Regions from separate parts of the Mus musculus genome. Here region 2 is linked to region 1. Evidence: chromatin contacts called from public promoter capture Hi-C data. All regions are on one chromosome and are shown on one strand. Each heading gives the region's core, a stretch centred on a gene start, on an enhancer-like site or on the middle of the called end of the contact. The rest is flanking DNA. Distances are from core to core; before and after follow the strand shown. Region 1 holds the start of Ehd4 (EH-domain containing 4). Region 2 holds the start of Catsper2 (cation channel, sperm associated 2).

Evidence for each region. Capture Hi-C pulls out chosen DNA fragments and counts their contacts.
Region 2: a promoter capture Hi-C map of pancreatic islet shows a contact between it and region 1. The contact joins the promoter of Catsper2 here to the promoter of Ehd4 in region 1. A contact is called at or near these places in 2 of 39 promoter capture datasets (erythroid cells and liver), 1 of 115 datasets of contacts at active chromatin or transcription factors (pancreatic cancer cells) and 3 of 9 other capture datasets (adipose tissue, liver and pancreatic islet).

What each region holds. Positions count from the first base shown.
Region 1 is chr2:120,150,934-120,157,736 of GRCm38.p6, reverse strand. Ehd4 (EH-domain containing 4) reads left to right here and starts at 3,162. Exons shown (of 6, transcript NM_133838.4): 1 at 3,162-3,497. The coding sequence starts at 3,262.
Region 2 is chr2:121,409,632-121,416,434 of GRCm38.p6, reverse strand. Catsper2 (cation channel, sperm associated 2) reads left to right here and starts at 2,643. Exons shown (of 13, transcript NM_153075.3): 1 at 2,643-3,019; 2 at 4,145-4,285; 3 at 5,885-6,058; 4 at 6,229-6,297. The coding sequence starts at 4,147. It overlaps Pdia3 (protein disulfide isomerase associated 3), which reads right to left and starts at 2,533. Exons shown (of 13, transcript NM_007952.2): 1 at 2,230-2,533. The coding sequence starts at 2,396.

The sequences.
Region 1 (6,803 bases), core at 1,913-4,412:
AGGAATCAAACCAGCATTGTCTGCGAGGACAGTCAGTGCTCTTAATCACTGAGACATCTTTCAAGTCTCTGGTTATTTTATTGTTTTAGACAGAGTCTCATAGCCCAGGTGGTCATGAAGTCCAGAGCTTCATACATGCTCAGCAAACACTCCACCACTGAGCTACAATCCAAATCCAAAATTCTTCTTATATAATACAATGTTCAGGTACTGCATAGGAAACCGCTGTTTGTTTAAATTTGTGAGGAGAGAGCTAGTTGCAGCTTTACAGTATTCTAAATGATAATAACCATATTCTCAGATAAAGTTTTATATTCATTATTCCTCTGGGTAAATAACTCCAGGATAGTTTCTTCAAAATGAAATTCCCGAGTCAAAAATATATGAATATTTTGCAACTCATTAAAGAATGGTTGACATATAATCAACTGTATGTATTAAAAGCACATAATTTGGGGGTCTAGTTAAGAGCATTGGTTACTCTTGCAGAGTACCTGGGTTCAATTCCCAGCACCCACTGGTGGTTTACAACCCTCCATAATTCATGTTTCTGTATACAGAAATCCTACTGTTCTCGAACTATATGTGGATAGTGTTTTTTGTTGTCGGTAGTGCAGATAGAACCCACTGCTTCATGCATGTGACGTTTCTAACATTCTAAACTGATTCTATAAAAGATTTGCTTAGCCAGTCTCAGCGGCATATGCCTGTAATCCCAGCACTTGGGAGATGGAGGCAGAATGCAGAGGCGTTCAGGGTCATTTGCAGGTGTCTAGTGAGTTTGAGGCCAGCTTGGTTGTATAAGACTCTGCTCCAAAATGAAAAACAAACACATTTTGAATTATCCACTAAATTATCTATTGTGTTAAAAATCAGTTGACTATGTATGTGTAGGCCTCTTTTCGGACTCTGTTCCATCGATATATTCGTTCATCACAGGTAATGATGATGTGTTCTGAGAAATGCATTGTTAGGCATTGTGTAAACACCATGGAGTGTACTCATACAAACTAAAACATGTCATAAGTCAAGATAAACTTACAAAAACTTGTTGCCTGTGGCTGAAATATCATTAGTTTATGTTCATTAGATAATTTTTGCATTAATACCACCGGGTCTTGATTTTCAAAGCTTTATTAGTCTTGAAATTAGGTAATATAAGAATTCCATTTTTGTTATATTTTACATTGTTGTATTTATTCTGGGAACTTCACATCCATCATGTGAAATTGAGAATCATTTTGTTAAGTCTGACTAAAACAAAAACCTGCTGAGGATTGCATTAAACGAATTGGGGAAAATTTTGTATCTTAATGTTGAGTCTTCTGGTCCACGAACAGGGTAGGTATGGGCAGTATGTTCAGGTCTCCATTTCTCTTAGAAATATATTTTGATTCTCAGCATATAGATCTGGTACATTTTATTTAGATTTAGCACTAAACATCTCTTTGTTTGGGTGCTATTCCAAGGCATGCAGATTTTCTACTTGAATGTCCAATTGTTGTTTCTAGCATGTAGATATATCTGGTTCTTGTAGCTAGAAACTTCACTAATAAGTTCACCTCCTAGAGACAGCAGCTTTTGGTCTGGATATACATAGTTTAGTGATTCTCCTACTAAAGGCCATCTTGGTTGTTTCCAAGTTTTAGTGACGAACAAAGCTGTCATAAACACCCTTGATGCCCTGCAGTGGCGGTGCATGCCTTTAATCCCAGCACTTGGGAGGCAGAGGCAGAGAGGCAGAGGCAGAGAGGCAGAGAGGCAGAGAGGCAGAGAGGCAGAGAGGCAGAGAAGCAGAGAGGCAGAGAGAGAGAGAGACAGAGAGAGAGGGGCAGAGAGAGAGGGGCAGAGAGAGAGAGAGAGGGGCAGAGAGAGAGGCAGAGAGAGAGAGGCAGAGAGAGAGAGAGGCAGAGAGAGACAGAGAGGCAGAGAGAGAGAGAGAGGCAGAGAGAGAGAGGCAGAGAGAGACAGAGAGGCAGAGAGAGACAGAGAGGCAGAGAAAGACAGAGAGGCAGAGAGAGACAGAGAGGCAGAGAGGCAGAGAGGCAGAGAGGCAGAGGCAGAGGCACAGGCACAGGCAGGCCGATTTCTGAGTTCGAGGCCAGCCTGGTCTACAGATGAGTTCCAGGACAGCCATGGCTACACAGAGAAACCCTGTCTTGAAAAATCAAAATAAAAGTAAAATAAAATAAAATAAAATAAAAATAAACAAATAAATAAAAAACCCAAACCAAACCAAACCCCACCACCACCACCACCAACAACAAAACCACCCTTGCTGCACTGGCAACACCTGAACGATCTTTAAAATGCAATTTTACAACTACTTGCTGAATCAGCTCTGCATTTCCACCAAGTTCAAGAAGTCATTCCCACACAATCTTTCTCCAAACTTTATGCAGACAAGAATCATCTGCAGGCATTTGTTGAGCTGCATCTCTCAACATTTTATTTGGTGGGTCTGTATCAAGAACTAGAGACCTGCATTTTAACAAGCCTCTTGGGTTATTCCTATGCAGCTGGCCTCATTGGCCACACTGAAAATGCGCTAACACTATTTCTCGCTTAGGATACACAGGTGATGGTCAATTATTTCTACTAGTGTCTAGCAGAAAGAGGCCTTTAATTGATCCAGAGTTGAATGGAGGCAGAAGTGTCTGCGCAAATAGATTGAAGTCCATTTTCTCTCCAATTTTTGCCAATTATATCGGTGAGCCTGAGTATCTTCGACAGTAGTAAACAGGGCAATAACCTGCCCCAGGAAAAGGAACTTGTCTGTCAACTTTCTGAGTTTTCTGTCCCCAGTATCCACGTCCGGAGACTTGGGATGAGTCGAGTTCCAGGAGGACAGCCTCCGGTGGTTCATTCTTGCCAGCTCAGACTTGCCCGGAAGCCAACGCCACCTGGCCAGAAGGATGTACCCGGGTAGACGCGCCTGTGTCACCCCGCCTGGACTACACCCTCTCCGGGATCAGCCCTCTAGACCGATGCCGTCATCAATAATTCAAGGATCGCCTTTCCATTGGCTAGAGCTTCCACCCAGTCGCTGGCAAACGCCCAATGAGGAAGGACCTGAGATCGCTGCTGAATAATGAGCGCGCGCCCGTGACGCAGCGGCTGATGATTGGTCGTTGCGGCAGGGGGCGGACCCAGGAGCGGGCGGCGGCGAGAGCTACTGTCGGGCACAGAGAGCGAGCGACGCGGGTTCTGGGGTTCTTACTGAAGTGCGGCGGCGGCGGCGGCAAGTTGTGGGGCGGCAGCATGTTCAGCTGGATGGGGCGGCAGGCTGGCGGGCGCGAGCGCTCGGGCGGCATGGACGCGGTGCAGACGGTGACGGGCGGCCTGCGCTCTCTGTACCAGCGCAAGGTGCTGCCGCTGGAGGAGGCGTACCGCTTCCACGAGTTTCACTCGCCAGCGCTGGAGGACGCCGACTTCGAAAACAAGCCCATGATCCTGCTGGTGGGCCAGTACAGCACGGGCAAGACCACGTTCATCAGGTAATTTGCCTCGTCGGCTCGCTACCCCTCCGCTAGCGCACGGCCTGCCCTCAGGTTACACTCCGAGCTTGGTGGCCCGTCGCCTTCCCGGGTCCCGTTTCCCAAGGCTCCCTCCCCTGAGACCGGCCCCCAGCGCGCTGCGAGCCCCTTCCTTGCTGTTGCCAAGGCCTTCCTTGAGCCTGTCACCCTGGCCTGGGAGTGCAGGAAAGGGAGAGAAGGCAAGGCTCATCATTAGTGCAACCTAGTGCTGAAAGTGATAATGAAGGAATGCGGCTCCTAGGTGGAGAGGTAACCTTCCAGCACAGTGAGAATGAATGAACGAACGAACGAATGAATGAATGAGTGAATGCCACAGTAGGAGTATTGCCATGCCCTAGGTGCCACGTTCCGCCACAGCGGCGGGGCTGCTATCATCCAGCTTTATGGTCTATAGGAAGTTAGCCTACAGTGTAGCTGCCTCACCAGCCTGTGGACTGAAGGGGAGTGTCAGGTTACTGTTTGCTAGTTTCCATTTCTTCACCCTTGACAAACTGAAAATATTTGTCACGGTCACTCTGTCTCCGGAAGCAATAACCGGCTTGCCCTGCAGTTCCAACCACACAGCTTCCTCTAGAGTGACTCGATGAGAAATAATTTACAATGAAACGGACTGCTTTTTAAATGAGGCGTCTATTTCCCTATCTTTGGGAAGAATCGACGTTCAAATCCTTATCAGACGAAGCAAAGTGACTGAACATTTAAGATCTGGATCCTGAGTTTTGGAATTAGAACACTCATCATCATTTGATGTTCAACAGGTGTTCAGAAAACTGCATCTGTCTTGGGGACATGCCATTTCTTTTAGGTATGACCTCCTTTTTTTCCCCTCCTGTGACCTAAAGAGTTCCAAAAAAATAGAAAAGTTGTCACTACAAGAAATATGTTAAATCCAGGCCTGTAGATACACTGTGAATGAACTCAACAAAGGCAATACACTGTAGTTTGAAATGTGAACGAAGAGAGGGGGAAAATAATGTTGAAATTATTTCATGTAATGCTTTTAAATTAGCTGAAAACAGTGTTGAATATGTTAACTCAGAAATGAACCTAGAAATATTACAGTAACTGACAGATGCAAAGGGCTAGTTGAGATGGTGCTTGCCTGTAATCCAAGGACTGGGGAAGCTGGATCATGGTTATTTTGCCTTCCAGGCCAGCCTGGGCTACATAACGCAATCTAGGATAACCCTGACTAGACAACAAAAGACCGTCTTCAAAACAACAGCAATAAGAACAGCAACAAAACCTAGGAAACAAAAACAAAATAAATGGCAAGCAGGTGGTACATTAAGGTCTTGGTAGTCGCAGTTGTGAATTATCAGGATAATATTACAGGAGTGAAGAGAGAACTTTTAAGCTTAGAGCAATAAGAGTATAGCATTTTAAAATGTACTGGTGGCAGATACACAGCAGTCCCACCATTTCCTCCTGTACGTGCCATGGGCCTCACGGTACCTATGCATAATTAGGGAGCCTTTCTTGATTCTGTACTGACCTAGCCTGAAGACAGTGCATTCCTCTGACTGTAGCCTGACTCGTAAACAAGCCTCAGGTAGGAGAGTACAACGCAATTCTCAGGAAGGTGGAGCAATCCTCTTTCCCCGCCTCATATTATTTTGTTATATTCTCATTCTTCTGTGCTTCAGTTTTGAGAAGCTTTGTGGGAGAGGGCTAAAAGGCAGGTTCTGAGATTTGACTCATGGCTCTACTTCTTTTTTTTTTTTTTTTTTTTTTTGGTTTTTCGAGACAGGGTTTCTCTGTATAGCCCTGGCTGTCCTGGAACTCACTTTGTAGACCAGACTGGCCTGGAACTCAGAAAGCCACCTGCCTCTGCCTCCTGAGTGCTGGGATTAAAGGTGTGCACCACCACGCTTGGCTTATGGCTATACTTCTTAAGCCCTTTTTAGAGCTGGAACTCAGTAGAAGCTGCAACCCAGGGAGGAATCACCTTAGCTGGGAGCTTGGGCCAGTGGCTTTGCTATTCCACAAAGGGCCCAAAGTGGACCTTGGGGTTAGAAGAAGATACTACAGACAGGAAGCTGGATGAATCTTCACTTGTGGCATCTGAAATTGGTTTTAGAGAGCAGTAGGGGGAAGTGATTGGTTTCCAGGAGGAAAACAGTAAACAGAGGGCACCTGTCCTGGAGACTTGGCACTTAGAGAGGTAAACAAAGGAGATGTCCATGAGAGCTGGCCTTCTTGGACCTTGCTTTAGTTAGGTCCTGGCTAGGGACCTGGGTGCTTTGCTTCTAGCTGGAAGTACTAAGTGTTCACAGAAACTTGGGGAAGGGGCTTATCTATGAAGTCACTTATTCTTTTCCATTTGACTAACACAGGAGCCACGGCATCATGGAGGGAAACATTCCTCTTTATTGTAAGCCATTCATCATAACCTTTGATTATGTGTCTTACTCCCACAAACTTTATTTTTCTCTCTTGTTTTGGAGAAAACAGAAGTCACATTATATGCGCTGGACCAGGACAGTCACAGAAGTGAGGCAGCTAAGTGTGTCCTTCATTTTGATGGAAAGTTTTCCAGGTAGAATGCCTGAAGAGCCTGGGGTAGTGAGAAAATCTGCTCACCCCTGTACAGATGCTCACCAAGGGGGGGGGGGGCAAGTGCCAGGAAGAGGGTAAATAAAGAGTGAGGTTGAAGTTAAATGGAAAGAACAGATTGGTAGAATCGCCTATAGATCTTAGCAGTGAAAGGCTGGAGGAAGCTTCAGATGTGGTAGAGATATTTGTCAAAGTCTCCTTAGGGTAATGGTTAAACGGCTGACAGCTCTATTGTCTGGTTATTTTATTTCTCAGAAGACAGGATATATAGTAAGAAGTGTTAAATAGTCTACTTCTGGCTGGCAAGGAAAAATTGTCCAGAGAAGGAGAAGGGATTAGCACTAGTAAAAGTGACCATATCATCTTTGATTTTCATAACTAAGAAAGGGCAGGTGTTGGGCTTATGTCTAAAACTTGGAAAGAAAAAAGTTTCATGGCTTAGTTCCACAGTTAAGAGCACTTCCTGTTCTTCCAAAAGACCCAAACATCCAGAAGATGTTTGGAGTTTGGTTCCCAATACACATGTCTGGTGGCTCATACCAGCCCCAGGGAATCCAATGCCCTCTTCTGGACTTCATGGGCACCTGCATTTACATGTGCGAACACACACACACACACAAACACACACAATTAAAAAGAAATTTATTTAGAAATTGATTTCAGAGGCTCTAGGGAAAAAAAGATCACTGGGTCCAGCTGCTATAAAGCAAA
Region 2 (6,803 bases), core at 1,394-3,893, 1.3 Mb before region 1:
TCCAGGTCAGCCAGAGCTATACAATAAAACCCTATCTCAAAAATTTCTATTTGCGCGCTGGAGAGATGGCTCAGTGGTTAAGAGCACTGACTGCTCTACTGAAGGTCCTGAGTTCAAATCCAGCAACCACATGGTGGCTCACAACCATCCGTAATGAGATCTGGCACTCTCTTCTGGTGTGTCTGAAGACAGCTACAGTGTACTTAGATATAAATAAACCTTAAAAAAAAAACTGGGTAGTGGTTGCACATCCTTAAAAAAAAATTTCTATTTGCTAACAGGGGATGGTACTGCTGTTATATGCAAGGGAAAAGAGTAAATCAGTCAATCAATTAATCAATCTCCAGAGCTTGGTGTGGTGGCTATACGCTCAGCATTTGGGGAGACTCAAGGGTAAGGAATTCGAGCCCAACCTGAGCTACTTAAGACTTTGTCTCAGAAAAACAAGCAAACTAACAAATTTAAAAAAATTTTTACAACTGTTAAAATAGATGAGTATGTAGAAATAATGAAATTACTAACAGGAGACTTCCTTCACTTTAAACTGCCTCCTCAGAAAACCAATCTTTCCTACTGGCAATGTGGAAGATGACTTTATCTTCTCAGCCAACTAAAAGCAGACACCACAGCAGAAATCCACGCAACTCTTAAATCGCTCAATGTACGATGGGATATGTAGTCTTGTGGAAAGCAGGCACAACAATTTTTAGTAGAAAGACAAGTCTGAAGTCAGGTGCCTGGGGCATTCAGAATAAAAGGATCATGAAATGAAGGCTAACTAGGCAATAGGAGACCCTATCTCAAAAGAAAAAGAAAAAAAAAAGAGGCTAGAGTAAGAAGAGGTCAGCCTAGAGTGTACAGAGACTTGTTTCTTAAGAATATATATGTTCTCATGTGTGTGTGTTTCAATGGGGATTGGACATGCTAGGCAAGCACTGAACCATATTCCAAAGCCTTGACTAAAAACTCTAATTGTGTAAGAGCCCACAATTCTTCAATTGTATGACCTCCTTCAGACAAAGAAGCCAGACCCAAGCGACACCCCCTCAGTTAACAGCACCATTATGTAACTATGATAAATTCGGAGAGAACACGAATTCTAGAGACATATAGATGCTATCTATAATGTGTAATCAATGTGACTGTCAACCACAGAAGCCTGAACTGAAACACAATTTGCTTCCTGCCTCTTTAGGCAGTCTTCACTACAGGACTTTTGAGTGTGACCATCTAAGTCAGAGAAGCTAGAGATGTTAACAATCCCACTGGGTCAGAAGCAAAGGTAAGTTACAGTGTAACTATCACACTCTGTCTTACTGATACTTTTGAACAGGTTTGAATTAAGGGTCATTGTGCTAGGAGGGAAAAAATATTGACATCCTCTAAACTGTATGCCCTTGTAATAAATAATTGGTAAATTATCCTATCCACTACTCTAAGTGACAAAACTAGAAATCCTATTTGCTCTCCCTTCCCAAGCAAAGTTTTTATTTGGGGTCACACCCACTCGATAGAACTTACCCTTTTCTTAGGTTAAGCAGTGGTAACTTTCTTATCCAGAATGTTATCATTTTCTAGAATTATTTAATACTGAAATTATGATAGGTCCTAGTGAAATAATTCTTGTTGGTTTACTCTTTTAATAAGAGGCCTCTGCAGCTTAATGTAAAATAGTGTAAGCCATGCCATGAACCAACTAATGGCCTGTCTCAAGAAAGCACTTAGGATCTTTCTGCAGCTACAGAGTGACCTTGGTTAGAAACCAATGGCTCTAATGGGGTGGAGACAAAAAGAGAAAAAAAAAAAACCCCAGAACCTCACCACTTAAAAGAGGACCTCTGCCTCCTCTCTGAAGGCTTTGGGATGCCAGCCTTGTCTGCAGACCTGGGGACACATACACTGACTCACCTAGATACTGAAAGATAGACCGGAGGGGGAGGGGATGGGAGAACCCTCCACATAGGAAGTGCTGCAAGAACGCGGAGGTAAGGACGTGGCCCTACCCTGGAGTTTAGGCTTTCTGCTTTCCGGATCTGCCCCCGTCCCCACCCTACCTCGTCCTCACCCCACCCCCCACCCCGGGCGGAGCGCCTCCCGGTTCCCCACCGACTGGCAATGAGGCAGCCGCAGCCAGGCCTGCTAGATAGTGGAGGGCGCCCGCGCTGCGTAGGCCCAACCGCTCCCGCGCCCAGCCGGTCCTCCGGCCCTGATCCCGCAAAGTGGCCTCACCAGGGGGCGAAGAACTCGACTAGCATGAGCCCCGCCGAGCCCGTGTCGGAGACGCGACTCTCGAAGTTTTCGTCCGTCAGTTCCAACACATCGGAGGCGGCGGCGAGACGGGCCGAGGCGAGCAGCAGCGCCACGCCCGGGAGCAGAGCTAGGCAGCTGAAGCGCATGGCGGCGGGTCGCGGTCGGAGGGCCGGGACCGGAGAAATGAGATGGGAGAGCCCGCAATCTGCAGCCGCTTGCCTGCGCTCGCGCGTCTGGCCCGGGCAGACCCGCTGCCGAGGTCCCAACCCCCTAGGCCTGCTCGGGGCCCGCAGTGTGGCAGCCGCCGATTGGCTGCGTCACGCAGCGTCGGGCGGGCGGAACAGCTGGTAACTGCCGATTGGCGGGCGCGCGGGGCGAGGCGGGGCGGACGCTTAGGCGAACGCCCGCCGGTCTGGCTGTGGCGGAGGCCTGGACGGGGGGTCGGTGGGAAGTAGGGGGCTCAGCGAAGCCGGAGCGGCCCTGAGCGCCACCCGCTGGGGAGGAGTGAAGCTCTGGGCGCCGGCGCGGAAGGCGGAGGGGTGAAGTCAGGGCTGAGTGGGCGGAAGTGAGGCCCGCGAAAGGGCTGGAGGGGAGCTTGAGCTGTCTGTCCGGCTCCCTCCCTCCGGGGCATTGGGGCGCGCACGCACTTGAGCGCACCGCGACACGTTTTCCAAATGTCAGGCTGTTGCTTTGTCCAATTATAGGGCGTAGTAAGTCTACATCCTGCCGCTGCCCTACCTCGTATCCTGCTTTGTCAGGTCCACGTGAGGTCTGTATTCTTTGTCCAGCCTTAGGCCTCTGCCCTCCCTGCCTGCTGCTCCCCCCCCCCCCATTGTTGTTTGTTGGTTTGTTTGAGAGGGTGGGTAGCTGAGGATTGAGCCCAGAACCTTGCACATTGCTGGGCAAGTGATCCAACACTGGATTACATCCCTAGTCCTCTTTTGACTTTTTGAGTCATGTTCACACCAAGGTGTCCAGGCTGGCCTTGACTTCATACTGTAATCCGCGAAGGTCTAGAACTTTCCATCCTCTGGCCTCAGCCTCTCGAGTGGCTGAGACTGATAGTGTGCACTACGTACTAATAGGCACAGGCTCAGCTTTCACCTTTTTTTTTTTTTTTTTTTTTTTTTGAGGCAAGGAGGATTGGCTGCCCTGGAACTCACTATATAGACCAGGCAAATGTGGAACTCAACAGAGATCCACCATCCTCTTGAGACTGGAATATCTGTCTACACTGCCTGCCTTTTAAACTGATTTTTGTTTGTTTTTCAAGATAGTTTCTCTGTGTAGCCCTGGCTGTCCTTCACTAGGCTGTCTTTGAGCTCTGAGATTTGCCTGCCTCTATCTCCAGAGCGCTGGGATCCAAGCCATGGGCCACCTGCCTAACATTTAAGCCTAATTTTCAAAAAGAAGTGTTTAATTACAAATGCTGTCAGAAAGTGAAAATAACCCGAATATTTAGTTAGCTGTGAAGATATTTCTTATGACTTTTGTTTTTGTTTTTTTTTTGTTGTTGTTGTTGTTTTTGGCTTTTCGAGACAGGGTTTCTCTGTGCAGCCCTGGCTGTCCTGGAACTCACTTTATAGACCAGCCTGGCCTCTAACTCAGAAATCCGCCTGCCTCTGCCTCCCAAGTGCTGGGATTAAAGGCGTGCACCACCACTGCCTAGCTTCTTATGACTTTTATGTCTTTTGCTTAGATGAAAAACAAAATCCGTACCGAACAACAACAAAATACCTTTGAGTCTTTCAATGTGTTTATTCTTAACTGCTCATAGCTTTTTTTGTGTGGGCTTCTTGAATCTCTAAAAGGCAAAGAAGCTGGGGGAGGAGAGAGCCTGCTAATTGTAGTATAATTCTTAAGCATGACATCCTTGGTTCTACTTTCTTAACAGACATGGCACAAGAACAAGGACATTTCCAGCTGCTCAGAGCTGATGCTATCCGTTCAAAGCTCATTGACACTTTCTCGCTCATAGAGCATTTGCAGGGCTTGAGCCAAGCCGTACCAAGGCACACTCTCCGGGAGATACTTGGTTAGTAACCCTCATTCACACTAAACGTGATATTCCTGTCCATATCCTCAAGAGAAAGTGAGACATACTTAAGGGTGGAGCCAGGAATAACGGTCCATGACTGAATCCGGGGTCACTTGGGCTTTAAATAATAAAGACCAGCTTGGGTTACATAGCCAGGTCCTGGTTCAGAAAACAAAATGAAACAAACAAGCAAACAAAATTAGAGCCGGCAAGAGTAAAGGTGCCTGCAGCTAATAATGATAGCCTGAGTCTGATTCTCAGAACCTACCTGGAAGGAGAGAACTGATTCCCAAAAGTTGTCCTCTGGCCTACACATGTACACACAACACACACATACACAACTATTAGAAAAAAAGAAAAAGAAAAAAATTAAAAAGGAAAGAAAGAAACCAGGTATGGGTGAATCCCAGCACTCTGGAGGAGGAGACACCAGGAATTCAAGGCCATCCTTGGTTGAGAACAATATGAGTAAGGCCAGAGAAAACATAGCTTAGTGAACATAGGCACTTGCTCTGTAAACTAAGCTCTATCTTCAGAACCCATATGGTACAAGAATACAACCTACCCCTACAATTATGCTCTGACCACCCCCCCACACGAATAAATGCTATTTTTTTATGTTGTTTTTGTTTTTTCGAGTCAGGGTTTCTCTGTGTAGCCCTGGCTGTCCTGGAACTCACTTTGTAGACCAGGCTGGCCTCAAACTCAGAAATCCTCCTGCCTCTGCCTCTGCCTCCTGAGTGCTGGGATTAAAGGCATGTGCCACCACGCTCAGCGGTATTTTTTTTTTTTAAGTACAAATAAAAGAAAATTTAGGGGGGCTGGTGAGATGGCTCAGTGGTTAAGAGCACTGACTGCTCTTCCGGAGGACCTGAGTTCAAATCCCAGCAACCACATGGTGGTTCACAACCACCCATAGTGAGATCTGAAGACAGCTACAGTATACTTATGTATAATAAATAAAATCTTTTTTAAAAAAAGGAAATCTAGGGATAAGAAGCAACATGACATGTGATAAACTCAGAGCTTTATGAATAAAACTCTTAGAATCTATGTATAGGACCTCTAATCACTTCCTCTGAGTCCTAGTTGGGTACCCTGACTGACTTGGAAAAGTTCACACCAAAAGTACTTAAAACTTTAAGGTTTCTGGGCTGCTGGTAGTGGTAGCACAGGCATTTAATGTGCGTACTCAGAAGGCGGCAGCCGGTGGATCTCTGAGTTGGAGAGAGCCTGCTCTACACACCAGGTTCTAAAGCAGCTGGGACTAAAACAAAATAACACTTTGTCCCTGTTGCTTTCATGGGCACAGTCAGTGTTAGTGAGAAACTACACATTTTCACTTTCAACTAATTCTCAGTTGCTTTGGGAAAGAGCACCTTACAAGGCAGAGGAGGGTCCATTATTTCACTGGCATCCCTAACCCAACGCTACCTGCTCGCCACAGTCCTCCAGCCGGCCTGTATATTTATCTACTGTCCTTTGTGTTTTGGGAGGAGGCTGGGGAGATGTGAAGGCAGGCTTAGGTGTTGCCAGCTCAGGTGCACTCAAGCTGAATAGCAGGCCTCTCCAGTTACCTTCTCATTTTTGTTACAGATCCTTCTTACCAGCAGAAACTCATGTCAGGAGATCAGGAGCAGCTAGTGCGCTTCTCCATAAAGCCTCGGCGAATGGGGCACATCACACACTCGCGGCGGTTGCTGAGCAGGCTTCGCGTGCGGTGCAGTCGAATGCCCCCTCTTTCCTTGTGGGCTGGATGGGTCCTTGATAGTATCCTTTTGTGCTCTTATCTATGGCTGTTCCTCTCCTGTTGGTTACTTTTCCTCTCTCAAACTGTTTCCTTCAAATCCTCATATCTGACATTGTAGTCTTTATTATTTAAGCTGTATAAATGAGAACGCACTTCATCAGCATGCTTCCTTAAAAGAAAAAAAAAACAGGTTCTGTCTTCTCGAAATTCATCATCTCCCTCATCTTTCTGAACACCTTTGTGCTGATGGTTGAAATAGGTAAGAAGTGAGGCTGGCCGACAAAGGCAGTGTGTGGACGACAGTTCTCTCCTGGCCTGATCACTTTGTAGTTTCAGACATCTCATTGTGATGGGGACAGATTCTTTTTTTTTTTTTTTTTTTTTTTTTTGAGACAGAGTCTCATGCAGCCTACACTAGCCCTAAACGCCATACCTTGAATCTTACCGCTTGCTTCTACTGCCCATCTGAGGTTACTGGTGTGCAACTCTAAAACCATTTATAAATGATATAAAATGATTGAGAACAGAAGGACATCTCATCTGGTTGTTAGTTCAGGCAGATGCCTCAGGTCAGGACTGGTGATGATGCCTTTAATCCAGTGCTCTGGAAGCTGAGGCAGGGTTGTGAGTTAAGGCCAGCCTGCACTCTGCAGTAAAACTCTCAAAAAAAAAAAATAGAAATCCCCCAGTTTCCTGTGTATGTGTGTGTAGAGAGAGAGATCAATAGGAGAGCCAAAAGAGAGAATGAGGAGTGTGTATGTTTCA